Linked DNA regions of Mus musculus: regions 2 and 3 are each linked to region 1. Evidence: chromatin contacts called from public HiChIP or PLAC-seq data. All regions are on one chromosome and are shown on one strand. Each heading gives the region's core, a stretch centred on a gene start, on an enhancer-like site or on the middle of the called end of the contact. The rest is flanking DNA. Distances are from core to core; before and after follow the strand shown.

Evidence for each region. HiChIP or PLAC-seq counts read pairs in DNA pulled down with a chosen protein or histone mark.
Region 2: a BATF HiChIP or PLAC-seq map of CD8 T cells shows a contact between it and region 1, with 5 read pairs. The contact joins two enhancer-like sites. A contact is called at or near these places in 5 of 484 Hi-C or Micro-C datasets (the Ba/F3 cell line, the HL-1 cell line, Th2 cells and 2 more) and 1 of 115 datasets of contacts at active chromatin or transcription factors (CD8 T cells).
Region 3: a BATF HiChIP or PLAC-seq map of CD8 T cells shows a contact between it and region 1, with 6 read pairs. The contact joins two enhancer-like sites. A contact is called at or near these places in 1 of 15 datasets of contacts at CTCF or cohesin (CD8 T cells), 2 of 484 Hi-C or Micro-C datasets (the MC3T3-E1 cell line and nephron progenitors) and 1 of 115 datasets of contacts at active chromatin or transcription factors (CD8 T cells).

What each region holds. Positions count from the first base shown.
Region 1 is chr9:94,605,420-94,609,876 of GRCm38.p6, reverse strand. No RefSeq gene overlaps it. Among named protein-coding and RNA genes, the nearest start is that of Gm39404, 23 kb to the right of the region's middle. Within about 2 kb of position 2,211, at least 56 of the 459 cell types and tissues checked have an H3K27ac peak or open chromatin away from gene starts, as enhancers often do. A contact at or near this core is called in CD8 T cells, where this site is marked.
Region 2 is chr9:94,440,048-94,444,881 of GRCm38.p6, reverse strand. No RefSeq gene overlaps it. Among named protein-coding and RNA genes, the nearest start is that of Gm46148, 31 kb to the left of the region's middle. Within about 2 kb of position 3,266, at least 15 of the 459 cell types and tissues checked have an H3K27ac peak or open chromatin away from gene starts, as enhancers often do. A contact at or near this core is called in CD8 T cells, where this site is marked.
Region 3 is chr9:94,409,797-94,414,033 of GRCm38.p6, reverse strand. No RefSeq gene overlaps it. Among named protein-coding and RNA genes, the nearest start is that of Gm46148, 61 kb to the left of the region's middle. Within about 2 kb of position 2,498, at least 33 of the 459 cell types and tissues checked have an H3K27ac peak or open chromatin away from gene starts, as enhancers often do. A contact at or near this core is called in CD8 T cells, where this site is marked.

The DNA of each region.
Region 1 (4,457 bases), core at 962-3,461:
GTACGTTGTTTGTCTCTGAATGCTAGATAGACCAGGAGGGACAGTGTGATACCACATATTACATGGTGTGAGTTGTTGTTACAGCTTGCTTAGTCTAGAGAGACTATTAAGTAATACCTTTAGTATAGGACTTTGTTGTTGTTGATAATGATGATGGTGGTGATGTCATCATTGCTGTGCCATCTGCTAAGATTATAAAGTATGGTGACTTACAGCTTCCACTTCCCCTCTATAAGGACTGGGAAGAGGAAGGGGCAGCCATGACATCAAAGCCTACTCAGGACTAATGACAAAAGTACCTCTTGGTGACACATGTTCTATGTACAAAAAGCCAGATGAAGGCCAGTAACTGACAAAGAGGGAAGAAAGTTTGTTACATCTCAAAGTGTGTTTGTAAAAGATACCAAAATGCAGAGTTTCGCGAATGAAAAATTTATGGATTGGGTTATTCTTGGCTTCTACATTTGTTCCCACCAATGGTGCCAATCAAAATAGCATCATTTGAGCACCATAAGGATATGAAAGCCAGTATCAGTATGCTATATTGTCAGTACATAATGTCTGTGGAAGCCATAGCATAAATATTCTGAAATTGAAAGTTCCCAGGGATCTCAAGAAAACCACGCTACATTCATGCTGCCGTGGAAAGTACTCTCTCTTAGTTATTATAATTGCTCCAATTTTGTTTCAATAATCTGATTTTTCTAATTATCATGGTAGAAAAGAAGCCCTGTGTTGTTTTTTCCATTAGTGACAACAGTAATAACTTTCTATGTGTGCCAGGCACATGCTAATAAGCAAGTCTGTTGAGGTTTGGACATTTGCAATTCTAAGTGTGGGCCCTCTGAGACCTAGTCGCCCCAGAGAGGAGAGAATAGACCTAGTCGCCCCAGAGAGGAGAGAATCTGCATGTAGACTCAAGTGATGCTATGCAACCTTGCTCCCAGGTTATTTCTGATTGGTAAATAAAGATCTCATCAGCCAATAGTTGGGCAGAAGATAAATAGGTGGGTTTTAGGATTCCTGGTCTGAAGGTTGGAGGAGAACCTCAAGAGAGAAGAAAGGAGGAGGAGAGAGAATTTGCCACGGGTTAGGCGAGTCATAAAAAACGTAGCTCTGGGGGCTGACCAATTGGAGTTAAGAGCAGCCTAATGAAACATAGTGAGTAATAATTCAGGGTTATCAATAGGAAAGTAGATTCTAATAGCATAGATAAAAAGACAAGAAGAGAAGAAATATGCTTTGGTGGAGGTACAATCAGTTATGGGTGAAGGGGATGCCTTTGTGAGCCCATGCTGAGGCATCCCTTCCCCTTGAGGGACCCAGATAAAGGACGAGAGAGGGGGGAGAGAAGAGAAGAGAAGAGAAAAGTAGAGGTTGGCCATGAGCACATGGAGAGAGAGGGGAGGGGTATAGGGAGAGAGGGGCAAAGGGCAAGGGGACAGAGCAAGAACAAGAGGACAAGAGCAAGAGAGAGCAGAGGGGGCAAGCAGCCCCTTTTATAGTGAGTCAGGCACACCTGGCTATTGCCAGGTAACTGTGGGGCAGAGTTTAGACAAAATGCTAACAGTAGATATCTGCCCAGCTCTTGTGTTGTTTAAGGCTTATTGTAAATATAAAGGTTATAATGTGTCTTTTATCCAGGAACTAAATGGTCAAAAGTGGGGTAGAAAGCCCGGATTGTTATTAAAAATTTCTACAACACAAGTCAAATCTACAATTTACAATTGTCAACCATAGACTGGTAGATCTGATGACGTGTGGAGAGGTAAGATTTACATTCCCAGTATTTTTCACACAGCTCTGAGAATATACTCTGCTACTCCACCCCAAACCATTGTCAACAACCAAAGGAACAGGCCAAAACCTGTCGGGCTGGCCTGGAAGACAGTTGCTTACATTCCAGAGTCACAACTGAGTGAAAGTCATTGAACAGCTGCTGATACACTTGTACCTCCCTTCGGCTTGTTAGTTTATTCTTTGTGCCAGTGTGACAGGGCAAGAGAGTGCAGAGGCTCCTACATCTTATATTCTTGCTGAGGCCATGTGGCCATTTTAGGTTTAACTAGAATTTGATAGTTCCTTGATGGAGACTCCTGTGAAAAATTACCCAACTCTATTTCAGATCAGAAAGTCAGGATGCCCGAGCCAACTTATCTTAGCTACCATTAAACTGCCTGTTCCCCCTCCAATTAACTGTTTATCTTAGCTTCTATTAAACTGCTTGCTTGTGCAACCCCCGCCCCCGCCCCCCTGCAGCTACAGAATGAGATAGCAGGATGTGGTTTTCACCTTTTAAAGAAATCTCTTAGCCTAAACACGTGGTGCTACACATGGGTCTTAAATATCTGAGTGTCATCCCAGCTGGCTGGAAAAAAAGACTCTCGATTGGATCATATAGACCATATCTGTGTGTTCTTCTCTGGTGGGTTCCAGACATTAACCAAAGCCCTGTCCTCACCACCTTCCTCTAGTGAGTCAAGGAGACTATGGCTTAAAAAAGAAAATGAGATTTCTAAAAGGGTAAGAAGCTTCAGGCTAGGTTTACTCATCTAAGAAAAGTTGTAATTTGTAAAAATAAAGAAACTTTGATCTTCAGCCTCCTCCAGGTTTTAGTGACTAAGTTGTTGAAAGTCTTTGTGTATATGTGTGTGTGTGTGCGCGCGCGTGTGTGCCTATGTGTGACGTGGGAGGAGAAATGAGCAAATAAGCCTGTCTGAGAACAGGCTGGCCCACGAAGAAGCCTGTTGGCTGTTTTTTAAAACTTCATTAGTCAGTTCGTGACTCATGATTAGAAAAGAAATTGTTGCAGTATATAGCTATCACCAGTTTTAGGACATCTACGTATTGCTAATTGACACATGATTATAAATAAATTGCTTCGAGGGTGTGTGATTTCTCACAAACTTTGCTTTCTGGGAATCCTAAAGTAGAAGCAATCCTGTCTAATACCTGGGCTCTCACAATAAGCCTTTTATGTTCCTGATGTGGAAAAAATTCCATCAATAAAATGTGCTTCAAATAACTATCTTCTCTTTGAAACGTTTGTATCACACTGAGATTCTCCACAGAAATATGAGAATTCTCATATTTCTAAGAGACTATCCATGAAAGGACAGGAGAAACAGGAAATTTTCACACAGCATGGAAGAGGGCGGGGCTGACCCAGTGGGCAGAGAGACAAAGGCCAGTAGCTTGCCCAGCTCTTTCACACCTAGACATTTTATGGCCTCTCTGCTCGGAACTACATTTATGAGCTAACCCAGGAAGTGTGTTAGATTGGAAACTGGAGATTTTTCTAGTTAAATGTTGGCTCATGTACAGCATACCCCTCAGGCCATTTTCTGGACTGTAACTGGGTAGGAGAAGTAATGACTACCTTGAATGGCCTCTAGAAGTGAGCCAAGAGGCAAGCAGGGTAAGTGTGGCATGGTTCAAAAGCCCTGATTGAACAATCAAAGGGGCCTGCTTCTTAGCCATACTTTTCATTCTCAGAATACCTTTGAGACAATTACATAATGTTTCTAGGTTTCTGTTGTTCCTAAAACTTTAGCGGTATTTCAGATATAAGGATAATGGCTCTGTAGTTAATATTATTGGCAATGAAATGAGAGCTAACACCTAGGAGCTTCTCTGCAGACAAGGAGGGGGGAAGCAACGGAATACTGGGTCCTGGTTTCCTGTGTCCTGGATACCACAATTTTAAACTATGAAAGCTCTTACTTATTAACTTACTTGAGTCCCTTTGTAAAGAGCATATGAACTGGTATTGTATAGAGAAAGCACATCAAAATAGCCTTTTGAAGCATGGAGTTAAGGGAAAATAGTTCTGACCTTCCCAGATGATCAAGTACAGAACTTACTGTGTTCTGGGTGGTGGTGCAAGTCCTGGGTGGTGGTTGGAAGACATGTGGGATTTTCTTTGGACAGTTTCTCCCAGGGCAAAGGTGACAGAGGTCTTTCACATAGTTTCTTTTAGAGCAGGACTTTATGATGTGTGATGCTGATTTTCATCTGGGATGGTCAACAGAAGACGTCCTGTTCCCACAGAGTTCCATGCTAAGGAGACGTCCCACACCTCAAGTGTTACAGTTCAGCTGTTTGGCAACTGGGAGTTTGAAAGTAACTGCAGGTGTTTTTAATGTAGCCGAGGTGATGGGCATACTAGTCCTTCTATCATCATGATGAGTTTCAATGGTTGTTTCCTTTTTTCTGAAGGAACAAACTTCAGAACAATGAAGCAGAGCCTATCTATGTGATCCAAAGTTGTTATCATGGGGGGGGCATTCTTTGATGATCATGTTTGAATGTATATTAGCATTGGAAACACCAAGCAAGATCCCAATACGGGTGACTTCTTACTTAGTGGACAGAAGTCCATTCATAGTGAAGAGGTTGGTGGCAAACACCTGACCTGTCCCACTGACACTCACTGACCCAGGAGCCTGGGTGCTGGT
Region 2 (4,834 bases), core at 2,017-4,516, 170 kb after region 1:
GGCTAATTTGAGCCAGACTGTAAATCTTCTCTCTGATTGTCCCAACTTTAGGCTGTATCTTCTGCCTAATGGTTCTGCTTGCTTGGCCTCATTTATACAAGAATTCTGCTGAGTCAGTTCAGCAAAATGCCTTCTTTACTATTTGATGAAATTCCTCATCTATCAACCCCAGGCCTCAGCCCTCAGTCCTCAACAGCTATCAACTATCCCCTTCAGGTGTAATCCCATTAAGTTGGAGTTCTATTATCCAGATTCCCTCTTACCCCTCTGCTTGCCCCACAGGAATTTTCCAGCTAGTGACATGTTGACCCTGCTCTGCTACCTGGCTGCCTGTGCTCTTAGCCTCTGTTCCACTTAGGTTAAAGGCTGAGCTCTGTCTTATTGCTGTGTCCTCGTCCTCTAGTAGCAACTGCTTAGGAAAATCTGCCTTTGCATTCTTTAACTATGTTGAGGATAGTCTTTTTTAACCTATGATAGAGATTTCCCAGTTTGCCTTATTGATGGATTGACTGAGACAGGGTCATGCTCTGCTGCCCAAGCAGACCTGAAGCTTCTAGGCTCCCACGGTTCCTCTACATTAGCCACCTGAGTGACGGAAATACAGTTGTGTGTCACTGTAACTTTTATTATTACGTTTTCATAGTGGTTTATATTACTGCTTTAATCCCTTTTCATATTTAAAACGTTTTCATTTCTATATGAGATCATACATCCTTTTTTTACATTTACATTTTTAAAATGAATGTTTTATTTTTATCGGTAGACTTTTCCTTATTTAATGGTACTACAAGGTTATACTTTTATCATTTTGCTCAGATATGTACATTTAAGGATAAAGGAAGATTTTATTCATTGAAATGTTACTAGAGAATAAGAATATAAAAAGATTGGCTTTTTTTTAATTGGTTAAAGAATACATTTTATTTCCTCTTAAATATCATATCACCATCTTATAAAATTCTAGCTATGAAGAATTTACATTGGGAAAGAATGACAATACTTTTAAAATATAGCTTCCTCTGTTATAAGTGGAGTGTGGTACTAAGGGCACGTTAACATGGGCAAGGGCCTGGGTTTAATTCCCAGCATTGAGGAAAAATAAAAGATAGGACAGGAGCCATGCAGTCCTGGCTTCCATCACCAGCATCTGAAAAAGCCCAAATTATGACAGTCACTATAACTATGATAAAGCTTTTCGGCATTCAAATTTAAGTCACAGTGCCAAGCCAATTCCTGCCATCAAGAGCAAAGACATTATTAAACCCTTTGTGTAGCAAAAGGCAGACTGTTGAGTTAGCTGGCTCACTCTGGAACAGCTAGAGGAGAATGGGGCTGAGGTTACAGTTGGGGGCTTTAATTCCTTTTGTTGTAGCAGTGGTAAAACATCTCACCAACATATTGTAAATAAGGATGCAAGGCTTTATTTTGCCTGGCAGTGTGGGGGTCCAGTCTGTCATAGCAGGGGAGGTGAGGCAGTAACAGCAGGAAGGACATGGTCACACTGGAGTCAAGGAGCAGGCACTGATGATCCAGGGCCGCAGATTGCTGTTCCTCTATCACTCAGGCTAGAACCCCAACCCATTGAACTGTGCTGCTCATATCTATGGCTGGTATTCCCTCCATTAACCCAATGCAGAAACCTGTCTTAGTGATTCTGAAATCCATCAAACTGACGATGCAAACTATGCAGCACATTTGTAGTTCTGAAATTATCAGTCTTGCATGGTTTTATTACATGTGAGTGATTCAAGGCAATCCTTGCTAGACTGATGTGTCCATCCTGTGTTGTCAGATTGGTTACCTTTCAAGTCCTATTGATTTTGATATTGAGTCATTCACCTGTATTAAAACCATAGGAATTTGAGTTTGGAAATAGTAGTCAAATTCATAGCAATGTATAAACAACTACTCTGATCAGCCCAGAACAGGCTCAGCGTTTTCCACTCAACTATTTCCCTCTCAAATATTACAAAGTCACACCCTTTCAGCATTGATGGGTGGCTATCCACGGTCTCAGGTTTGTCTTCAGGTCTGCTATGAGAGGGGGATGCTGAAGGCTTTGGCTCTCAGTTCCACACTCTAAATTGAAGAACCTTAAAAAAAATGAAACTAGTCTTTTTAAAGAATGGAGAACGATTCTATGTTTTAATAATATTATAGCTTGTACTTCACTGATTTTGTGGCTCCACAGTTATTGAATGCTAACATTCATTCCTGTTCCTGGTGGGTCTTTTCAACTGGATTTGTGGGTATTGGCAAGTTAGGAGGGACCCACATATTAGTCTTGTCTGGCTTCTGGTTAAGAAGCCAGTTGATACTAATGGCAATGGTCTAGCTTGTTGCAGATCGAGTGCAGCCAGATACATTAAACCTCCCAAGGTGTGTTAGACCACTCTTTGCTCTCTCTCTTTAAACGACACACTGTACCATTTGGCTTTGATGCCACAGGCAAGAAGTGAGCCAGGTGAAAGAGTAGATTTATATAGAAAAGAAAAAAATCTCAACTATAAATGAAAGTGGGTAGGGGGGATGAGAACATACCTCAGACACAGACACCACTGCCCTTCAGTTTTGTCTTCCTAGAGTTCTGCTCCATTTAAACACTCTTTCAGTGTTAAGGGACATGATGGGATATTGATTTCTGTATTAAAAGGAGCACTTTCTCATGGCCGGTAACTCAGTTTGTAGGGGTGAGATCTCAGAGAAAGATGTATGAAAACGCTTCATAATTAGACAGCCAAAGGAAGATTTAGATAATCTCAGAGATAAACACTGCATATGGATCTTTCTAGGTTTAAAAAGAATATAGCAATTCTTATTTTTATTTTCATTCCCATGGCAACACACTAAAAGAGTCTAGACAAGTCCCTGAGATTAAAATATAATATTTTCTTAGCTTTTTCAAGGAATTTAACTCTTTCTGGACTGCAATGCAATACTGATTCTCTTTACTACTGAAATGCTTAGTGCGGAAAATGTAAAGACATTAGAAATTTAATTATGAAAACAAACATGGAAAATAACACAGGACTTGTGAAGGGCAGATCACAATTCGTTTCTATGTCAATTCCTTCTCTCACTTGTACATAGATGTAGTTAAAAGCTTTGAGACAGACAGCAGACTCCAGCGTTCTCTAGTTTTGCCAGGACATTGTACAAGATTGCTTTTGTAGATGATAACTAATGTTTACGTTCAACACAAAAGGGCACAGAACCAAAGCCAGGTATGAGTATGTCAAGGAAAACCTCAAACCCTTCGTTAAGAAACCACTGGAGCCAACCACCTCCTTGTGGTTATTCTATGTCAGTTGTTATGTGGATCACTGTATGTATACATGCTCAAAAAAATGTTTGCTCAGCAGATGTCAAATTTCAGTGTGTTAGACGCAAACAGGCTAAAAGTTAAAAAAAAAAAAAGATTATTATCTTTACCCTTTCTCTCAATTTCTTATTTTGAATGCAGCAGAAAGGAAATACCAACCCAGAACTGAGTCACACACACACACACACACACACACACAATTACATAAAATAACAGTAAGAGAAAAACAGGAGAGGCTTGGGTGGCCATGAGACTGTTTCTGTCTGACTTCTGTAAGAGGAGTGGGCAGGCAAGGGCAGGGGATGCAGAAAATCTCAACTACAAGGCGTGTTCTAAGAAATTCCAGAGACAACATCTCCGACTGTCAATCTTTGCTGTCAGGTGGACTATGTTTAAGAGCCACAACTTTGGGTGGCCTTCTGTTTCCAAAGAGGCTGAACTAAAGGGAGAAGACGCATCCTGATTATGCGTGGCACCATCTGATGGGCTGGGGTCCCAGACCTGAATAAAAAGGCTTAAGACGGCTGAGCACATGTATTTGCATGTGCGTGCGTGTGTGTGTGTGTGTGTGTGTGTGTGTGTGTGTGTGTGTGTGTGTGTGTGTGTGTGTTTGTCTGTATGTCTGCTTCCTGGCTAAGTATTCACTGTGACTAGATGCCTCATACTCCTGGTGCCACCCCTTCCCTTTGTGAGGCCTGTACCTCACAGAGCCCCAAATAATCCCTTTCACCCTAAACTTGTCTTTTATCAGATATTTTGTCATATGGCTGAAAATAATTGCAGAATCTTCTATCATAGGGGCCCCATCTTGTAGAGCCATTAACTGGTTAGGCTGGCACTATCTTGGAGTAGAGACAGTGGCAGGTTCATCTCATTGGGAAGCTTCAGCTCATCATTCTCTGTGTGGCATTTCAGTGGGGACATTTATATATAGCAGAGTGGTATAGAATTGTGCCTTCACACTGTTTCTTTTAAGAAAGTTTAAACCAATAGCACTTTCCCCTACCTAGCAGCTCAGCAAACTAAGTGACTGGTCAAATCTTATTGACTTTTTGTTTGCATGAACTTAATTATTATTTATCATTACTATTAATTATTATTACTATTATTGTTGCATGTGTGTGTATTTATGTGTGTGTGTGTGTGTGTGTGTGTGTGTGTGTGTGTGTGTGTGTGTGTGTGTGATATGTGTATTTGCACATACAGGCCCACCTTGGCATTTATGAGGACGTCAATTTTGGGAAGTTGGCTCTTTCCTTCTAACCCTTCTGTGGGTTCCAAAGGTTTACCTCATAGTTTTAGACTTCCACAGCAATCCTGTTTATCTACCATCTTGCCAGACATTATTGTTTTTTTTTCTTAAGCAGTTTTCAAATGATTTCCCTCTTACTCATCCCTACCACAGTGTGCCAGCCTCTGAAGGGTCTCATGTGGACTTCTACAGCGATGCTTTGACTGATCTTGTTCCTTGTCATTACTAACATCTCAAGGACTTATTCCACACTCCCAGGG
Region 3 (4,237 bases), core at 1,249-3,748, 200 kb after region 1:
TAAATTCTTCAGTATTTTTTTATTGATGTTTCAGCTCTACTCCATTTACTGATGACCATATGTCTTGGTGAATTGAAGAAACTTCCTCTATTCCTGGTACTATGACAAAGTATCACAGACTGTGTAATTTATAAAGAACAGAAATTTCTTTCACACAGTTCTGGCTCTGCTAGTTCTCAGTTGAGTCTACCCACAGATTTGGTGTCTTGTGTGCCATGGATGGTGTTTTCCTCATATGCCCAAAAGGATTGCAGCTTGGTGGGTAGCTCTCTGAGCCTCATTCAGTTGTAATTGTACAGCTCTCCTCATTTGAATTCTTCTCAGTTAGCCCATTGCCCTGAGTCTAAGTTTTGACACTGATGTTGGAGGGACACATACATTCAAATCATAGCAGCATTGCTCAAAATCAGGAAACAAGCATGAGCTACAACTCCGCATATCCCCCAGTATTCCAAGTGCTATGAAGTTTGCTTGCAAACGTTGACTATGAATGAGTTAATAACTTTTTTCATATGGGTGTATGACTGGGACCTCTGATTCAAGATAACACACTCTGTGATCCCAAAGCTATTAATAACAGCTCTTTTTGCTGTCGAGTACTGTGCAACCTCTGTTTACACTGGGCACAGAAGCGTCATCTAGCTCTTACCCTATAAAGCAGTGTGGTTCTCTAGATCTTCGCAGCCAATGAGCTAAATCCCAGTAGGAGGAAAACTCATGTCAGGTCGTACATGGAGCATGTTACAGGACTTATAATGGCACCTAGGTCCTTGTACTCCATCCTGTGATTCCAACATTGGTGAGAGAAGACATAATATTTCCCACAGCACTGTGTGTGTGTGCGCGTGCGCGAGTGTTCGAGCATGTGTGTGCATACAGAAAGTGAATATACCTTAAGTTGTAGCACCTACATATATTTATATAGTATAAAGGCCTGAAATTGGGTGGTAGGGAGGTGGTGGTGAGTCTTGAAGAAGTTGGGTGGTAGGGGAATGACTATGATTAAAATACATTGTATGGAATTCTTTAAGAATAAATACAGCATTTCTTTAAGGAAAATAAAGGAGAGGATGAGACAGCTTAATTTTATTTGGACCTTTTCATCAACATATCATTTTAAATATTCTAAAGTTGAAAGTGTCAGGGTTTTAAATTTGTAGCACACCTACCTAGAGGACATTAGCAAGCTTTTATTACATATCATGCTAATTAGATAATGAACATACAAAGAAAATGAGTGCATACTATAAAGTTTTACAAAAAGAATTAGCTTAGATTTTTTTCCCCCTCCAGTGGATTTAACACTTTGGCTAGCTAGCTCTTCCTTTAGCACTTTCTGCCCACTAAGTTATTAAATTAGTATACACAGAAGACTTTTCTAAGAATCTACAGTGTAAAGCGTTAAGCAGAAATTATATGTAATGAAAATGAAAGCTGATGTACAGAGTGTATTAGCTGGAAGTTGTTACACTTGTGTATGCATGTTTGTGTGGCAGTGTTTATGTGTGTGTACCTGTGGCATCCAGTGGTCCTCCTGGGGTGTTGTTAGCAGGGTACTATCTAGCTTGTTTGTTGAGACAGAATCTCTCACCTGGTTCAGGACTCAACTCAACATCAATCTCTCTCTCTTCTCCTTGTCCCCAGTGCTCGGATTACAAAGCCTGTGTGAACACACCTGGATTCTTTTCTTTTAATGTGTGTTCTGGGGTTGATCTCAGGTCCTCAAGATTGCCAGGCAAACCTTTGATGGATTGGCCCGTCTCCCACGCCCCACTTTTCCGTTTAAGAGTGTTTCCAAGAAGTGTTAGTTTGTATCAGACAGTTACTTCTGGGATGCAGGCAGTTTAAGTTACATTGTAGTCGTACTAGATTCTCAATGATTTTCATTTGTAAGAATTTAAGCCATAACCTGCTGGTACATGGAACAGTAGATGGAACTTCTAGTACCTTCCATGATGCTTTTCCAATTTTGTACTTTGCTCTTCGATTGATAACTTCATCCTGTGAAGAGAATTTTGCTTCTCCACATACAGAGGCAGAGATCCATGTAGCCACAAGTCCATGTTCCCTGAGCTTGTTCCAGCTTGCCTTCGATACCATCTCCTTCTCCACTTCTAAGCCTGCACATTGCATGGTGTCTCACTTCCTCATCAGCTCCTGACTTTGCTTGGTCCTCTCTTTTGTGTCCTGCGTGGGTTCACACAACTAAGCATTAAGGTGATTGGTATGGATACTCTCCATGTAAATAATAGCTTTGTCTGCAGATGTTCACAGTGTAAGATTCAAATGTGATAAATGGATAAACATGCCTCCTGAAAAAGCTGATTTCTCAGCCTGTGGCCTTGGAGAGCAGACCCCACACTGGATTTCAGAGACACCTTTGCTGAGGTTTTGAGTCATTGTCACATGTTCGTTTTAAGGATGTTTCCTTAGAAAATGAGTCATGGTGGTGGGAACTTTATAGCTTGTTGAAGGTGTGGTGGGTGTCAATGTTCTCTGCACTGCCTGTGCTCCGCAGTACAGATGTTACAGCCCATACTTTTGTGAGACTATAGCTTTTGCTACACTGATGGAGTGGCTTTGGGGAATCACAGAGGTCAGTTTCTCTGGTGTGGAAGCCGGCAGAGAGTTGCTTGATTTCTCAGAAGGGCTCTTTTCACTGCTCAACACTCCCCGCAAGCTAGTTTCTGAAGTTCAAACAAGCCTCACATCGATCCAGGGAATTTACTGGATAATAAATTAACCTAGATTACAGGGTTTACCCCTGCAGACCAGGAACCATGGGTTTAGGGAGGGTTTGAGAATGTGCCTTTCAAACTTGGTGCCACAGATGCCTCTCGTTCAAGAGACCACACTTTGGCCACCACTGCTCCAAGCCAGCTGGCAGCTTCTCAGGCCTAAAACTTAGCTGTACAGCACTCACTGCTAGCTATTGTCCTGTTTCCTGGCCTCCGTTCTCTCCACATTCACCTATTAAAGATCTATGTTCTCTCCTTTGCATAGTTTATGTCAGATCTCCCTCATCCACAAAGTTCCCCAAATAGCTTCTAACCACCTAGCCTGCATCCTTCCCTCAGCACCCATTACCGCTCTGACAACAAAGGATGGAATCTTAATCTTTTCTCTTTAATCTTTGTTTTAAAGTGGTTGGCAAGGAGCTTATAGTAGACTTCGTCCATGGGATCCAAGTGCAGACTCACATTCATGCTCCTGCCTGTCTTTCATCTCCCTCGTTTCTATAAATCTAATAGCAACGCTGCTGGGACCAAGTGTGTACATTTCTCAGGCTTTCAGGACGGTCACCCCGGCTCAAAGCCTGTCTACGGGAGCGAGAAGGCTCTGCGTATTCACTGGCTTGTCTTGCCAGGCTCTCTTCTCTAGCATTGTGTTTTATTAATCTTTCATAAGGCAATTTGTGACAGGAAAGAGGATCAGTTTTAAATAATCCAAATTTAATTAAGGGCTGTGTATTAAATTTCAATTTCTTTCTTTCTTTCTTTCTTTCTTTCTTTCTTTCTTTCTTTCTTTCTTTCTTTCTTTCTTTCCTGACAGTAGCCCCATCCCATTTCTTCTGCATAGTTTTGCCCTCTTCTCACCCCAGGCCCCCTTTTGGCCATTTTTCTCTGTCGACGATTAAATCCAAGGGCTGAATTCCCAGAGACTTCATTGCTCATGGTAGCATGTGGCTCTGGGCAGTTAGACAGACATCCAATTATCAAAGCAGCCTAATGAGCTAATGACTGCCCAGGGCATTCTCTTGGGAGGGGCCCAGGGACTCCTCTGGAAGTGGTTTCTGTCTGTCACCTGCTCAGACATGGGATGAGCCTTGCAATCACACATTCTCTCAAGAAGGGTAAACAGAGAGGGGTTTCCTAGGCAATGCTGTTTCCCAGCAGTTGAACACTTGCCTTTCCCACCCTTGTTCAGGGTGGCTAGTTGCCAGGATGGTGTGCCCAGGGTTAGCGTCTTGATTATCTGGTAAGAAAAAAAAATGTGCCTAGCCTGTTATGGTGGGAAATATCAGAAACAATAGTTTTCAAACTGCTTAAAATTCTGTCATCTATAGTTTTGTTCACTTCTTTGTGGCTAGTGAAGTGGCTTGCTATTTGAGAGGTGTCATACTTAATGCTTTTATAATTTCTTTGTAGAAAATTAAGAATCTTCATTTCTTTATTTTTTGGCTAATTCTTCCTTCCACAGTCACAGAAACCAATAAAGCACTCCAATCAACACTTCC